Regions from separate parts of the Cricetulus griseus genome. Here region 2 is linked to region 1. The links are chromatin contacts, called in public Hi-C maps. All regions are on one chromosome and are shown on one strand. Each heading gives the region's core, a stretch centred on a gene start, on an enhancer-like site or on the middle of the called end of the contact. The rest is flanking DNA. Distances are from core to core; before and after follow the strand shown.

Region 1 (7,149 bases), core at 4,518-7,017:
CATGTGCTTTGAGACTGTTCTGGCCTCCTTCCCTGGCAGCTGTGGCAGGGAGCCTCTCTTTGGGAACATTCCAATCATTACTTGGGAGCCTTGTCTCCCTTGAGGAGCACGAGGCCTTAATGAGTCCTACAGAAGATCTGTCTGCATTCCTTGTGCTCATGAGTGAGAGGCCCCATGCAGCTCACCGTGTCCCTGTGTGGTGACTGACCACTGGTGCAGTAATGCCTAGCTTGGGCTTGCACCTTAGAATCTGAACTTGACAGCTGTTGCGTGACCTCTGTTGATTTAACACGACACTCCTGCCAGGCTCTGCCTCTACATATTGCCTTATGGCTGTTGATTTTTTTTCCCCTTGAGATTCATTTAGGCAGAAATTCACCCAACAGTGTTTTGTTGAGAGCCCAGAAGACAGAGGAGTGTGAAAAGATGAGTGTGATCCTGCTGGAGACTTGGAAGGCAGCAGGAAGGAGAAGAGGCTCTCTGTCTCTGTCTCTGTAGTGCCACCAGCTATGACTGGACCAGTAGAAAACTTGCCATTTTTTTTTCCAGAACCATCTTTTTTTTTTTTTCTGGTGTATAGTTGTTGACAAATTGAAAAGCTATCCCTACACCTTGGCATATAGTAGGACTGAGAGATGAGTGGGTAGGAAAGAGATGTTTGTTCATTTGCTGGAAGCTTTCATGACAGGGGGAGGAGTTATCCATGGACGGATTCATGGCATGTGGGAACAACCATGGGCAATTTGATACATTTTCAATGGGGTATCTCAGGGACTCTTAGTATATCTTACTGGTGATGTCTATATTGGTCTCCCAAACTAACACTAACCATCATTAAAGCTCACAAGAGAGTTGGATCTATCCTCAGTGGATAAATCACACTGTACAGTATGAGGACTGAGTTAGAATCCCCTTGTAAATACTGGGCATGGTAGCACGTGCCTATAATCCTGGAAGTTGGGTGAGGTGGGAAGCAGGAATGAAGGCATCCGAGAGAGCTTGTGGGCTGGCTAGTCCTCTCTGAGCATCTTTGAACAACGAAGAGAGGTTGTCTCAAACAAGGTGGAAGGAGAGGACCAGTACTTAAGGTTGTTTTCTGACCTACATATGTGTGCCTGTGCTCATGCTCATGCACGCATGCACACACATGGACATATACAAAGATTTTAAAAAATCCCAAATCTGTAAGAAAGCCTGGGCTACAGAACAATACCCTATCTCAAGAAAGCAAATCAAACAAACAAAAAGCCTATGACAAAGACAATAGGAAACAGAGAGAGAGGAAGAGGGAGAAGAGAGGAGACAAGGGCTTTGGGAAAAAATGACAACTCAGACTTCCAAATGAAAGGGGAGATGGAAGGAGAGAGAGAGTTATATGGTGACTTATTAAAAATCCAGGTTCATGGTCTCCTTCTATAGATAAACTCAAGCAGAATCCTCAGGAAAGGGACTCCAGGATCTTATTTTAATAAGCATCTTCGATGATTCTTATGCTGAGTCAAACTTGGGAAGTTGCCATCATCCAGTTGCCCATCAGGACTAAAATGTTTCCAAAAGTTGTAAGCAAATGCATATATGTAGTTGCCAAGGTTTGAAGTTTAGGGGGGAAAGGTTCAATGTTTCATATTGACACCATTAAACATTTCTTTTTTTTTGGTTTTTCGAGATGGGGGTTTCTCTGTGTAGCTTTGGAGCCTATCCTGGCACTCGCTCTGGAGACCAGGATGGCCTCGAACTCACAGAGATCTGTCTGCCTCTGCCTCCCGAGTGCTGGGATTAAAGGCATGCACCACCAACGCCCGGCAAACATTTTCTTTTCTTTTTTTTTTTCCAACTTTTTTTTATTTGAATTAGAAACAGGATTGTGTTACATGACAATTCCATTTCCCTTCTCCCACCCGTCCTCCCCTACCCCCCCAACTAAAACCTTATTTGTCACATATATTTTCTGCTCCCCCTGGATGGTGAGGCCTTACATAGGGTGTCATCAGAGTCTTTCGTATCCTTTGGGATAGGGCCTAGGTCCACCCCCCGTGTGTCTTGGCTCAGGGAGTATTCCTCTATGTGGAATGGGCTCCCAAAGTCCACACCTATGCTAGGGATAAATACTGGGCTTCTCCAGGAGGTCCCATAGATTTCTGAGGTTTCCTCACAGAAACCCCTGTTCCTTGGGTCTGGATCAGTCCCATGCTGGTATTCCAGCTATCAGACTGGGGAGCAAGAGTTCCCGGATGTTCACGTCAGCTGTTTCTGTGTGTTTCACCAGCGTGGTCTGGACCTCTGTGGTCTTCACTGGTCCTTCTCTGCATCTGGGTTCCAGTTCATATTGGTGATTAGTTATGGGTGTCTGCTTCTACTTCCACCAGCTGCTGGATGAAGGTGTATAAGTCAGTCATCAATCTCATAATCAGGGGAGGGCATTTAAGGTAGCCTCTCCTCCGTTGCTGAGATAGTTAGCTGGTGTCATCTTTGTAGATCTCCAGACATTTCCTAGTGCCTGATTTCTCTGCAAACCAAAAATGTCTCCCTCTATTATGATATCTCCATTCTTGTTATCGTGTATTCTTCCCCTGACTTATATTTTCTGCTCCCTCATGTCCTTGGCATCCCTCTTCTTCTCCCCTTCTCATTCAAACATTTTCTTAATAAAACATTATTTGTATAGAGTTGAATGGCCACAGAGAGTTTTCTCATAATGTCCTCTGACTGTATTAATAATCCCCTGAGGGGAGTGGCCAGTGATGACTGTGCTCACTCCCAGAGTGGGAAAGTCTCAGCTGGGAAATGGTGGAGCTGGCTGTGCTGATGCTTCATCGTGTGGGGCAAGCCCAGCATCAGACCCTGAACCCACCATTTGCTTTCCTCTATCCCACACTCCATTCACCAGTTACTGATGGTTTCTGACTGGCAGGTTCTATGCATATCCACCCCTTTGCACGCCTTCTCTTTAGGATGGAGTGCCCTCCCTTCTCCATCTGTAAACCCACAGTCAGTTGTTAAGGTGCCTTCCTTCGAGGTCTTTGAATACCCTGTTCTTACCTTCCTCTTACCCCACAGAGCACACTGTTCTTGCAGTTGGGTCTTTATCACACTTTATAAACTCCTTCTGCTGTGCAATGGGTTCTTCTTTGTCCCCTCCCCCACCTTGTTCTCTAGCCAGTCTTTGTTATATCTTATTTGTGGATGTAACCATTGTAAACCAGTCAGTGCCTGTTGGCTAAAGCCATGGAAGCATCTGGGAATGATTTGCAAGGTGTTTTCAAAGATCAATTGACAAGTGTTTAGGTCATAACCTCCTCTATAAAGGCTTTGTCTTGGAGGTGATGGCAATCTGGCTGCAGGATCTGTCATGCCATTGATTGTCAGGGTTGATTGGCTGATCTGGCTTGCAAGGTGGGCGTCCTCTTCCTTCCTCACTGCTCTCTGTGTGTCCCTGCCAAAGCTGTGCATTTGGTTGGATGAGGACGTAGGACCAGTCTTTTGTTGAGGGTACAGGAGTAGCTGTAATCTCCCACTAGAACCTCCCAGTAAGCTTTCAAAGGCCCTGTGTCCAGTGACTTTCAGAGTTAAACTTCAACATTTGTATGGGGGCGGGTGTCAAGGTTAAACAGGGGCCAACTGTAGAAATCCTGAATTTGGTAGTATCTTCAATAGGAACTTTAAGGGTCTATTAGACACTTTGAATTGTGGAAGGTTTTCTTATTCTACTGTATTTTAGTGCATAGCTCCTGACAGTGGCTGTGTGTCACAGCTTTCATATTGTATTCAAGTTATTTCTTTATGTGAATATCTCCCCACTAGACTCTTGGTGAATGTGGCCCGGGTCTTATTTATCTTTGCCTGCTCATTGATAATTCTTGAATAAACCTAGAGGGAGCAAATCTTCTTCCTGCTGTTTGCATGTGGATGCAAACCTACATATTAATAATAGTCCTAATTCTTAGTCTCTTGTTTTTCGTAGCCACCACTGGTCCAAGCCATCTTCGGCGGTGATCCAGAGGAGATCCGCACTCTCATCCACAAGACTGAAGATGTTAATGCACTGGTAAGAGATGCTTTGTTTGAGCAGGTCCTCTTTTGGGGCAAGCAAGGGCCCGTTGACATTTCCTGTGCTTCGGGCCCCTGAAGAAAATAGTTAGAACCCGAGGCTGCTTTTTAGACTATTGTTTTAAAAACCCATGCAATGAAACTCTAGCGTTATACTAAATCAATTACATTGAAATATAGTTGTAAAAATTTAAAGGATCAAGGTCTGAAGATGTAGTCACTTGCCTAGGACACACCAGTGCTGGATCCCCAGCACTGTGTAAAAAGAAAAAAAAATAGGATGCAGTAATATGTATGCTTAAAATGACTTTATTCTAATCAACTCATAAGTAAAAACATCATACAGTAGTTTAAGGAACCATGTAAGCGCTTCCCTAGCTGCAAACTCTATTAATCTCTGTGAACTTTTATACAGTTAGAATGACTATTCTGAAGCTGTGGGTATTACACATTCCCTGTCAATCACTTTTCTGCCACAGAAAAAGTGAAAACGATGACTGAGTTGAGGCAAGAAGGAAAAAACCCACTTTATATCCCATCTATATCCTTCTTAAGATACAATGACAGATCTGACAGTGAGCATAATAGGGCAGCATTGAATTCTGAGTGACCTGCCACCTCTCTCATGTGTTAGGAGCACGGCTGTGATTTCTCCTGGTGACAGTGTCAGCCTGACAGCTGCTACTCCTGTGGTTTTCTGCATAGATCTACAAGGAAAGGATCCTGGCCCCTATTAAGAAGGCAGTGAGTGGGAGGATATAGCATTGCTCTTTTCTGATGTGGTGTACCTTGACTCTTTAGTGAAGTTTGGCAAGCTGTGCCTGTGGGACAGCAGATATGAAAGCTTTTGATTGTTTTGAATGATTGAAAAGAGACAAGGAGAGTAACAATTTTTGACATGAGCGGCTGGTAGGAGGTGGAAACTTGAGTGTCCACAGACATCATGGCCATCCATCATGCACACACTGTCTGTCCTGCTTTCACACTGCACTTACTGAGCCAAGGCATTGGGCAGAGGGCAGAGCCAGCCCCACTCACGCTCTGCCCTTTATAGGAGAAGTCTGCTGGTTCTTGTTCTGAGGAGTCTGTGACCCTGGGGTGAACCATTGAACTCAGTTGTGCTTATACCCTCTCTGAAGTTGTCTAAACCATGGGTGTTCTTAAACATCTTACATATTTTTCTGAGAAAAGGGTCAAGATATTTCACTGAATTCCAAAAAAGGCCTGTGGCACATCCATCAAAAGATTAACACTGATACCATATCTGCAAAGTTTCCATAAAATAAGTCACCTGCACTAAACAAAGGGAAAAGGCATTAGTCAAGAATTGGCCCTTTTGGTAGTTTCCTAGAGTTAGGCCTAACAAGCAATTAGGTGGAGGACATGCTGCTAACTCGTTTAACATAATCTGATTATCAGAATGCTCATGTCCTAGGGGACAGTTCTCTTGAAAGTTCAGTGTTCAGCAGAAAAGACTGGGAGAGTCAAGTACGTCTTCAGTGTAAGCAGAACTTTGCCCCAGGTGATAATCCATCTCCGAGGTGGTATCTCTATCAGGTCTTCTGGCGGCTCCTTTCCAAGAGAGGTCCCTTGGAGCAGCCTTTGTTCTGAGACAGTGCAGACTGGAAAGCCTTTTGGCAGCTTCTCCCCAGCTGGCAGTGAAAACAACAGGGCAATGTTTTGAGTTGCGTTTTTTGCAAGGTAAGCCCGGATAAAGTCAGGGACAGAGGACTTGCAGAGGAAGCTGGGCACCTGTCCAGAGCCCGTGGGGTGTGACCAGGAGGCTATGAAGCAAGTTCCCTGTCAAGAGCTTTGACATCACAGGAATTTGCCCAGACTATTTGGTGGCTGTGGGCCAAGCCCCTGCAAGCCTAAGGCAAGGTTACTATCTTTTCCTAATGGTCACAAGCAAACAGAACTTTTATTTAGCTACACCTCAGGAAATTGGACTGACCTCTGAATGGCCTTTGTTTCTTTTTGGAAATGTAACAAGCATTGCTGATTGGTACAAATTGCTTGAATTGTGCCCAGCTATGTCACTGAGTTAGCTAGGTTTGGCTCTCATAACACATAGATGTCCGATGAATGTTTGAAATAGGGAGCTTAGTTCTCTCAGCAACAGATGGGGAGAGTCCCCATTTTACATGAGTCCCAGGTATGGATGTGTGGTTTCTAAGGTCACTGTTAGGTCATCTATAGTCCTGTTGAAGAAAGGAACAAGGAGCCTAGATGGAAAGCATGGAAAGGTTTTCACAGGTCAGGTGAGTCTGCTGACAAACACATTTAGATGAAAAGAAAGGAAGTGTATGGCGAGTCCCACCTGTTACTTGAGGTAACACTGGTGGCCTTCCCTCTTTACCCTTTGCTTTCCTCTCTGACCACACTTATTCATTATGCTGGGGATCGAACCCAGGACATGTGCTTCACCCTTGGCCTTGTGCCTTAACTATTCTTTCCTGATGTTTTCACCTTGCTTTTGCTTTCCCACCCGGCATTGTCTTTGGAACCATGAGTTCTTAGCTGTATGTGAACCACTCTTTGATTAGTTAATCCTGATAGAGAAAGCAGTGCCATTCAGACTGGCCTCTCTGTGCTTCTCCAAACTCGATTTCTTATCCCTGGATTCATGAACTCTAAACTTCATCTATATTGAATTACTTAATTGTATGATTTTCTCTTTTTTTGACTTCTGTATGTTCCATCCCTACTAACGTTTCTACTAAGTTATCCTAATTACTTCATCCTTTCTGATGTCTTCATTACCCTCTCCCTGGCCCAGAAGAGGCCTACCCCTCTCAACTCCCACTGCCTTTCCTGCCTTTCTGATCACTTTAGACTCCTCCTTGATTTAGTTGTGCCTGTGTCTTAGGTCCAAGAACCTATGTGCTTGACAACCTGGCTGTACTTCCATTTGTTCTCATTTGTTCAGTTACATTTGCAGTTCTTGCAACACTTTGAGAGAATCCATTAGCCCTAATTGCTTGGTATTGAGTTACCTTGTGATGGCCCATGTTTTATTTTTCCGAAGCAGACAGATCATTGATCTGGAAAAAGCGGCTGTCTGACAGGGCTCAGCTGGGAGGTGGGTGTTCTGTTTGGAAG
Region 2 (7,217 bases), core at 3,915-6,414, 110 kb before region 1:
ATTTGTTGGGAATTAAGGCCTCTGGCAGCACAGAGCTCAAGTTACATATACTAGAAACAACAATGGCATGAGTGGGCTCTCAGTGTAATATGAAACGAAACTCTCCTACCACTGCTACCACTGTTCTGTAACCCTGTGCTTGATCCTTGGATCTGTGTATTTTGTGATAAATATTGCTATATATATTATGTTGACTCAATTTATGTTATAGGACCATTTACCTTTAAGTGTGAATATTTATTGAGCTTTTTCATACCTGGCCCTAGAACTCAGTCTTCAACAGGTCATTGCATCATGTTTCCAGGTCTGCTCTATCTATCTGGTCTGAGGTCAAGAATAAGACTGGCAAATTCTATTTGTGTGACTTCATTCCTTCATTTGCTTTGCTATAAATGAGTTCCTTGCAAGGAAGTAATATTATGAAGACTATCATAAGGTTCAAACTATGTTCATTGGTGGTAGCACTGACAGCAACATTTTGAGAATAGAAAGGGCATCAGTATCTATGCTGTAGGCCTGCTTTATTGAAGATGAATAACTGTCCCTCTATGACAGTAAGGTGGCAAGTCCAGTATAACCAACTAGCACCAGGCAACTAGTTTCTTTCAGAAATAAGAACTCAATGATTTCTGATGTCAGATGCTGGCCTTATGACAGAGAAGCCCATGGACTCCAGTTCTGACTCCATGGCTCTGTTTTTTTATTTATTTCGTATTAGTAGAGTCTAGATTTTTAGAGTTAACTTTGTCAGACTGTCCTTAAATTTCTGGTCCTTTTGTCTCAGCATCCTGAGTATCCAGGACCACAGGCACCTACTACCACTTCCAGCTACTATGGTCTCTTGGAGCAGGCACATTTGAATAGGTGGAGAAGAAGCCAATGTCAGCTCTTCTGAACAGTGAGTGTGGGACACAGACACTTACAAAGAAAGGAAGGATGTATCTATCTCTGTATCTATTTATCCTCCAGTTCTCCTTTTCACCCATCTTTTCAGCTTTGCTGTTTTTGTAGGCTGCTGACTACAAATAGCCCACAGTCATTGATGAGTGAATACAAATCTGTGTCTCTGCCCACCCCTCAAGCCAGACACAGACACTCAGCTTCCTGCCAGAAATTACTTTTACTGAAAAATTTCATTCAGAGATCTCATCAGGAGCACTCCTCACTGGTATGGTGAGGGTGGAATTGCTAGCTTGTACTCACTCACACACTGAGAACTTACTATAATTTAAGACCTTTTTATTGGTTTTAAATTCTTCAAGGAGACAAAAATGCCAGGAGTAATTATCAAGTGAAGCTAAGTTACCTGCAAGGGCAATTTGTGCTTTTTGAGCCTGCCAGTCCATGCTGGGGGTGGGGCATGCTCTGGTTTGTACTTAGTCTCATGGTTGGGTGGGTCAGACACACCCAGTTCATAAAGAGCAGCTGAGGCTGCAAACTTGATACTTCATGGCTAGTCAGTGAAATTCAGCTAGCAAGCAAGCCCCCCTTTTCTCAAATGGATGAGTTATCTGCAGAAGAAGGGGTGGCTTGCTTTGGAACTAATGTTTCCTTGATAGCTCTTTTAGTCAAGTCCACCAGGGTCTCCATATAGCATACCTATTTGCTATAGACCTTTCCAATATTTGCTTCCTCTGAGTTATAAGATCCTTCTGCAGAGCCATTTTCTTTCTTTCATTCCTAATTGAAAAAAAAAAAAAACAAGCCTGTTTTATGGGTTACTTGGTAAATAGGTCAAAACACACATCTGATGTGGTATGTATTGCTTTCAAAATCCAAAGGGATTCAGCAAGTATAATGTCTCTTTTGTTAGCGGTGTGCTTTCATCCATTTTTTATTTTGGTTGCTAATAACACAGCACCACAGACTCGCCATGTTACAGAGAAAAGAGGTTTATCTTGGCGCAGGGTTCTGGAGGAGCTACAGCTAGTGACAACCTTCTTGCTGGCAGATCCCTAAGGGTGTGAAGGGTATTACACAGCAAGAAACAGGGAGTGTGCTGTGTCTAAGTATCTGTCTGGTCCCCTCCCACTTTTTATACAGCCACCAATAATTCAACCATGAGGCCCCAACCTGAGGGCCTTCTCTTGCTCCAGTCACCTACAAAGTCCTTACCTTGAGATACCACATGGTAGCAAGTTTCCACCTTCTCAGTGGGGATCAAAATTTAACATGTGTATTCCCAGGGAACACTCAAATTGACACAGAGCAGTGGTATAAAGGGTAGCCATTTGTCTTTTATTTCTCAGAAGACACCCTGTCAGTGGCCAGACCCCTAGACCACCAGAAGATTCAATAAAGTGGTGAATTCCTTGGGTTGTGTAGTCCACATTCTGGCACACATGGGTCTTACCAAGGCATCTCAAGTACTTTCTGTTCTCAGATCCAACCATCTGAGGTGTCTTTAACACAGTGACCAAGGCGAGCTTATATTGCATAAGCAAGTTGTTTGGGTTGAAGGCTAGTGCTTCTACCCAGAGAGTCACTTCCATGGCTGTTCTCGTGTTTTGTTTTGAGAGGGGGCCAGGCTGGCTTTAAACTTGATGTAGCTGAGAATGACCTTGAACTCCTGACCTAGTCTGCAGTTCTGAGATCAAGGCACTCTGGTCTTGAGGTTTGAGAGGCTGATACCACACATTCAGATTACTCTGCGTCGGTAAGTGCTCTGAGACACAATGTATCCACAATGTTACTGCTTTGTCTTCTAGTAGGCTTGCGCTGTATGCATCATTTATCTGTTGAAATATGCAGCCACTATATCTCCCCATTTGTTTTTCATTTATTATCTAATTAGGGCAACATATTGAATTTTAAAATAAATTTGTGTAAGTAGATATATTATGTTTGAATTTCAATTCAGGGTAGTGAAGGCAATGTTAAAGGTACTACTTACAATTTCTATGAAAGAGACTTCTAGGGTTCCAGTGACAGCCTTCTGTGGCAGCACTCACTTGGGATGCAGAAATAGGAGGACTGAGAGTTCAAGGCCAGATTGACAGTAATATAGTGAGACACTGTCTCAGAGAGGAAGGGGGTAGGTGGGTGGGTGGGGGACTGACTCTGACTCAAGAACTCATGCATATGCATATTTTAAGTGAATCTGTCAAACTATATAATCTGTTATCTCTCTTTTAGAAATATGATTATATTTAGCTTGGGAATTCCCTGTTTTATTTACTTACAAATCTATGCAAGATATTAGTGAACAGTCTGCTGAACAGCAGCATGGGGGGTGCCTCATACACACACACTGTGTGAAACAGGAGTGTGGAGGTGCCTCATACACCCCCCCCCCCACGGTCTATGGAACAGTAGCATGGAAGTGCCTCAAACACACCACAGACAACCTGAGTTGTGTTTGAAAAGAGTCTGGGGACAATGACTTTGTGGGGAAAGTGTGTCTGATTATCACTTATGGCCAAGGAGGGGGACCCAGGAGGGTGCTTCCTCAGGTCCCCTTCTCTGCAATGAGTTGAACCCAATCTCTAGGGTGGGTTAGAGTAGCTTTGGGATTTAGCTGTTCACCAGCTAGCATGGGTTGGTGATATGCAAGGATGTAAACAACTGCGGTCACTCCCCTCTACCATGAAATCTTCGGTGAGGCACTGACACGGGGAGAAAAATCTATAATTGGTTTGTGAGGGAACTACAGAGCACTCTCTAGCTGTGACTTGTTCAACAGGCCTGAAGGCTTGCTCCATGGCCTGCTAGGGGCACTTATGGCTTCCTGGGAGTGCCCCCACCTCTCACTTCCCTGATTAACTTTTCTTTCTAGATCTCAGCTTTCCCCCTCTCTCACAGAAGCCTGCCCTCATCCACCAATCTGGTCTGGCCTTTTCCTTCACAAGTACCCCTCCTCATGACCCCTTATCTCAGTCTGAAATCATATCAATCAGCAATGACTATCTGGTTTATCTGAGCATTTTACTTGCGGTTTCTATTGTTGTAATAAAAAAAAATGACCAAAAACAACTTGTGGAAGAAAGGGTTTATTTCCACTTACACTTCCACATCACTGAAGAAAGCCAGGGCAGGAACCTGGAAGCAGGACCTTGGAGGCAGGAACTGAAGCACAGGCTATTTACAGACTTGCTTCTCATGGCTTGCCCTGCTTGCTTTCTTACACACCCAGGACCAATCATCCAGGGGTGCCATCCCTCACAGTGAGCTGAGTCTTCCCAAGTTAATCATTAGTCAAGAAAACACTGCATCGGCTTGCCCCCGAGTCAATCTGGTGAGGGCATTTTCTTAACCGAGGTTCTCTCTTCTCAAATGACTACAGTCTGTGTCAAGCTGAGGTAAAAACTAGCCAGCCCAGTATCTTATCTGCTTACACCCCGTTTTATTCCATGCCTATCCTCTGCCTGAATTAATAAGTTATCTTCCCAGATTTCAGAAGCACTACGGATTGCTACCACTGTATTAGAAACCCATGCTGCTGGGCAGCTGTCTTCTGTCTGTGGGCGGGGCGGGAGGGGAGGGGGGAGCATGGCAACTTACACACTAATTCAGCAGGATTGTGCAGCAATTTAGAACTGTTCTCTTTTTTAATTTTTTTTCTTTTTCTTCTTCTCATTGCTACCCCAGCCCCAAGTCCAGGCTACCAATTTAGGGTAGTGTGTGGTTTAGCTAGGAGGTGGCTGCAGAAGTTGAAATGAAGGGCCCGAGCCCCTGTTCCTCCCGCCCCTACGTGTTAGGGAAATACTGGAATCCTGAGCCCAGGGCCTCCGCTATGTTAAACAAAGAGACTGTCCACACTGCGGCCAGGTGGCAGAAATTTGGAGCGCTGGAGCAATCTGATTAGGGAAGAGGTTTAGGGAAAAGGGGGTGTGACGCAGTCTCCAGGGTGAAAGTTGGTGGCTTGTGAGTGGCAAGATTTCTGGGCCCCTGGGGTGTGTCTGCGAGGGCTTGCCATCAGTCGCGTGCGCGAGGGTGGGATTGCTGGGGAGGGTCGCCGTCAGCCCCCCACCCCCCATCCTCGGGCTTCTGACAGTGCGGGGTGCAGGTGCGGGAGGGCGCCGGGGCCGCGGGCTGCGAGGAGCCGCTGCGGGCGGCAGGAGGCAGCGTCGGCCCGGGCGGCGCGAGGGAGGCAGCGCGCGGTGATGTCAGTGGCGGCCCAGCTGGCAGCGGCCGGCACTTCCTGTATAAAGGCGGGCGGGCCGGGCTGCGACTCCCGCGAGCCGGGGTTGGGCTCTGGGCTGCTGGCGGCAGCGGCGGCGGCGGCGGCGGAGCAGTGGGAGGGCTGTCACATTCGGGAGCCCGGCTCCTGGCGGGTCCCCGCGCTGTCCCTTCCGTTTCCCCGGCTCCTGGCGTGACATCTGCGGAGCTGAGACCTGTATGTGTGCGCGCGCGCGGGAGCGGAAGAATGGCAGTGCTCAAACTCTGCGACCAGGTAGGGACGCCGGGCGCCGGGCGCGGGGCGCGGAGAAGGGGGCGCGGCGGGCGCGGCGTGGAGCGGAGCGGAGCGCGCCCGGAGCTGTTTACGCGCAGGCTGGAGCGTGCACGGCCGGCCGCGGGGCTCAGCTCCCGCGCAGTCTCCGCCCTGGGCCGTCGCAAGTGCGCGTTCGCGGCTGGAGAGGGTCGGCAGGGTGCGGGAGTGGCCGCCGTGCGCGGGGGACGCGGGCCGCCGCCGCAGCGACCGGGGGAGGGGGAGCCTCGGGCCGTGCTGCGCACTCGGGAGTAGTCAGGCTGGGGTTGTCCCGGGGAAGGCTGCCCTCGGGGTCAGGAGGAGGAGGAGGAAGGTGGACGCCGGGAGAGAGGCTCGCAGCTCTGGACCTCTCCCCCTCGCCAGGCAAGAGACTGGCCCGGATCCCCGCTCCGGTGCGGCCGGTTGTCTTCATCCGTTGGATAGGACATCTCGACTTCCTCTTTAGTTGCCCAGAGGCTGGGTGTAGGGTGCGGGATGGGGGTGCTGAGAGATGCGCGCTGGGCTCCGATCTCCCAGTCGGAGGTGAAGTCAGGTCCCAGGGTGAGCTTGCAGATGCTGGTGCGCATCAGCTTTGTTGCTTTTCTGGCTGAGACGTCACACCAGGCAACCCTGGAGTTCTGCTTGAAGCAATGGGGTTATTTGGTGAATCCTATTGACAGTCCTTGCTACACAAGTGGACATTGACACTCATGGAAGCCCAAGCAAGTTGCGAGATTGAGAGACAAAACAACAAAACAAAAAACCCAAACCTCTTTGCAGCTCTTTAAATGAAAAACAAAAACAAAACACAAAACAAAACAAAAAAACATGTTTTTCCAGGCCCGGGTTTATTCATCCACAGTGAAATATTGTTTTGGGGGCCTGACAAACGGAGAGGCAGTCTTGACTTTGACACACGGTGCTAGACAGGCCATTAAACACCTCAAACTATTACTGCTACGACTACTACCACTTTCTCCTCCTCCTCCTTTTTTGATTTTTTGAGACAGGGTTTCTCTGTGTGGCTTTGTAGACTATGCACCATGCTGGCCTTGAACTCACAGAGATCCGCCTGTCTCTGCCTTCTGAGTGCTGGGATTAAAGGTTTATGCCACCTCTGCCCGGCTTCACCTCAAACTTGTTAAGAGGTGTCCTACTAGTTAGTATCCAGTCAGAATGTCCTGCAACTTAAATACAACCATTGCAGCTGTGATACACAGTGATTTCTTTTGCTCTTTAGATTGAATTTACTCAACTTGTTTTCCTTACATATTTACTGTGTCCTTTCTTTCCCTTCCCCCACTCCATTCTAGTCACTGAGTTAAAAAGTCTGTTAAATTTAGCAGGGAGAGCAGCTGTTAATTGTGATGAACCTGCCCCTCCTCATTGGCTCCTGAACATTTAAAGTGCTTGTAAGTTGATACTAGGATTTTCTCTAGCCTTTGTTCACAATTTTCTCCAACTGTTAGATAGTCACTTCTTTTAAGTCTTACAATTGTATCGAGAGTCCAGGTCCTGTCACCATTGATGGTACACATTCCTACACTTTGTTAATTCCTAACCATTGTGGTTCTAGTAGGCATTGTTATGTTATATAGGAAAGAATTCCATGCAGAATTTTACTTATAAAGATGCAAATCATCTTTCCTGAATTCCTTATCTTCTGAGTAGAAAAGGCTGACCTGGAGAAGCAAGCAAGTCTTTCTCAAGACCCTCAGCTGTTGGCTGGAGGTCTCACCTCCCAGGCTCCTCTAGCAGCAGAAAGCTGAGGCCCAGAGACACCTCCTTCATTTCCGCAGAGTGTTGAAAT

Evidence for each region. A called contact is a pair of places that touch in the nucleus more often than the background predicts.
Region 2: a Hi-C map of fibroblasts shows a contact between it and region 1, with 3 times the contacts expected there. The contact joins the promoter of LOC100774011 here to the enhancer-like site in region 1. A contact is called at or near these places in 5 of 8 Hi-C or Micro-C datasets (the CHK-Q cell line, the CHO-K1 cell line, fibroblasts and 1 more).

The regions. Positions count from the first base shown.
Region 1 is chr2:409,249,534-409,256,682 of CriGri-PICRH-1.0, reverse strand. It overlaps LOC100774011 (serine/threonine-protein phosphatase 6 regulatory ankyrin repeat subunit B), which reads left to right. Exons shown (of 28, transcript XM_035440952.1): 2 at 3,962-4,045. Among named protein-coding and RNA genes, the nearest start is that of Sf3b1, 220 kb to the left of the region's middle. Within about 2 kb of position 5,767, at least 2 of the 6 cell types and tissues checked have open chromatin away from gene starts, as enhancers often do.
Region 2 is chr2:409,356,649-409,363,865 of CriGri-PICRH-1.0, reverse strand. LOC100774011 (serine/threonine-protein phosphatase 6 regulatory ankyrin repeat subunit B) reads left to right here and starts at 5,164. Exons shown (of 28, transcript XM_035440952.1): 1 at 5,164-5,392. The coding sequence starts at 5,366.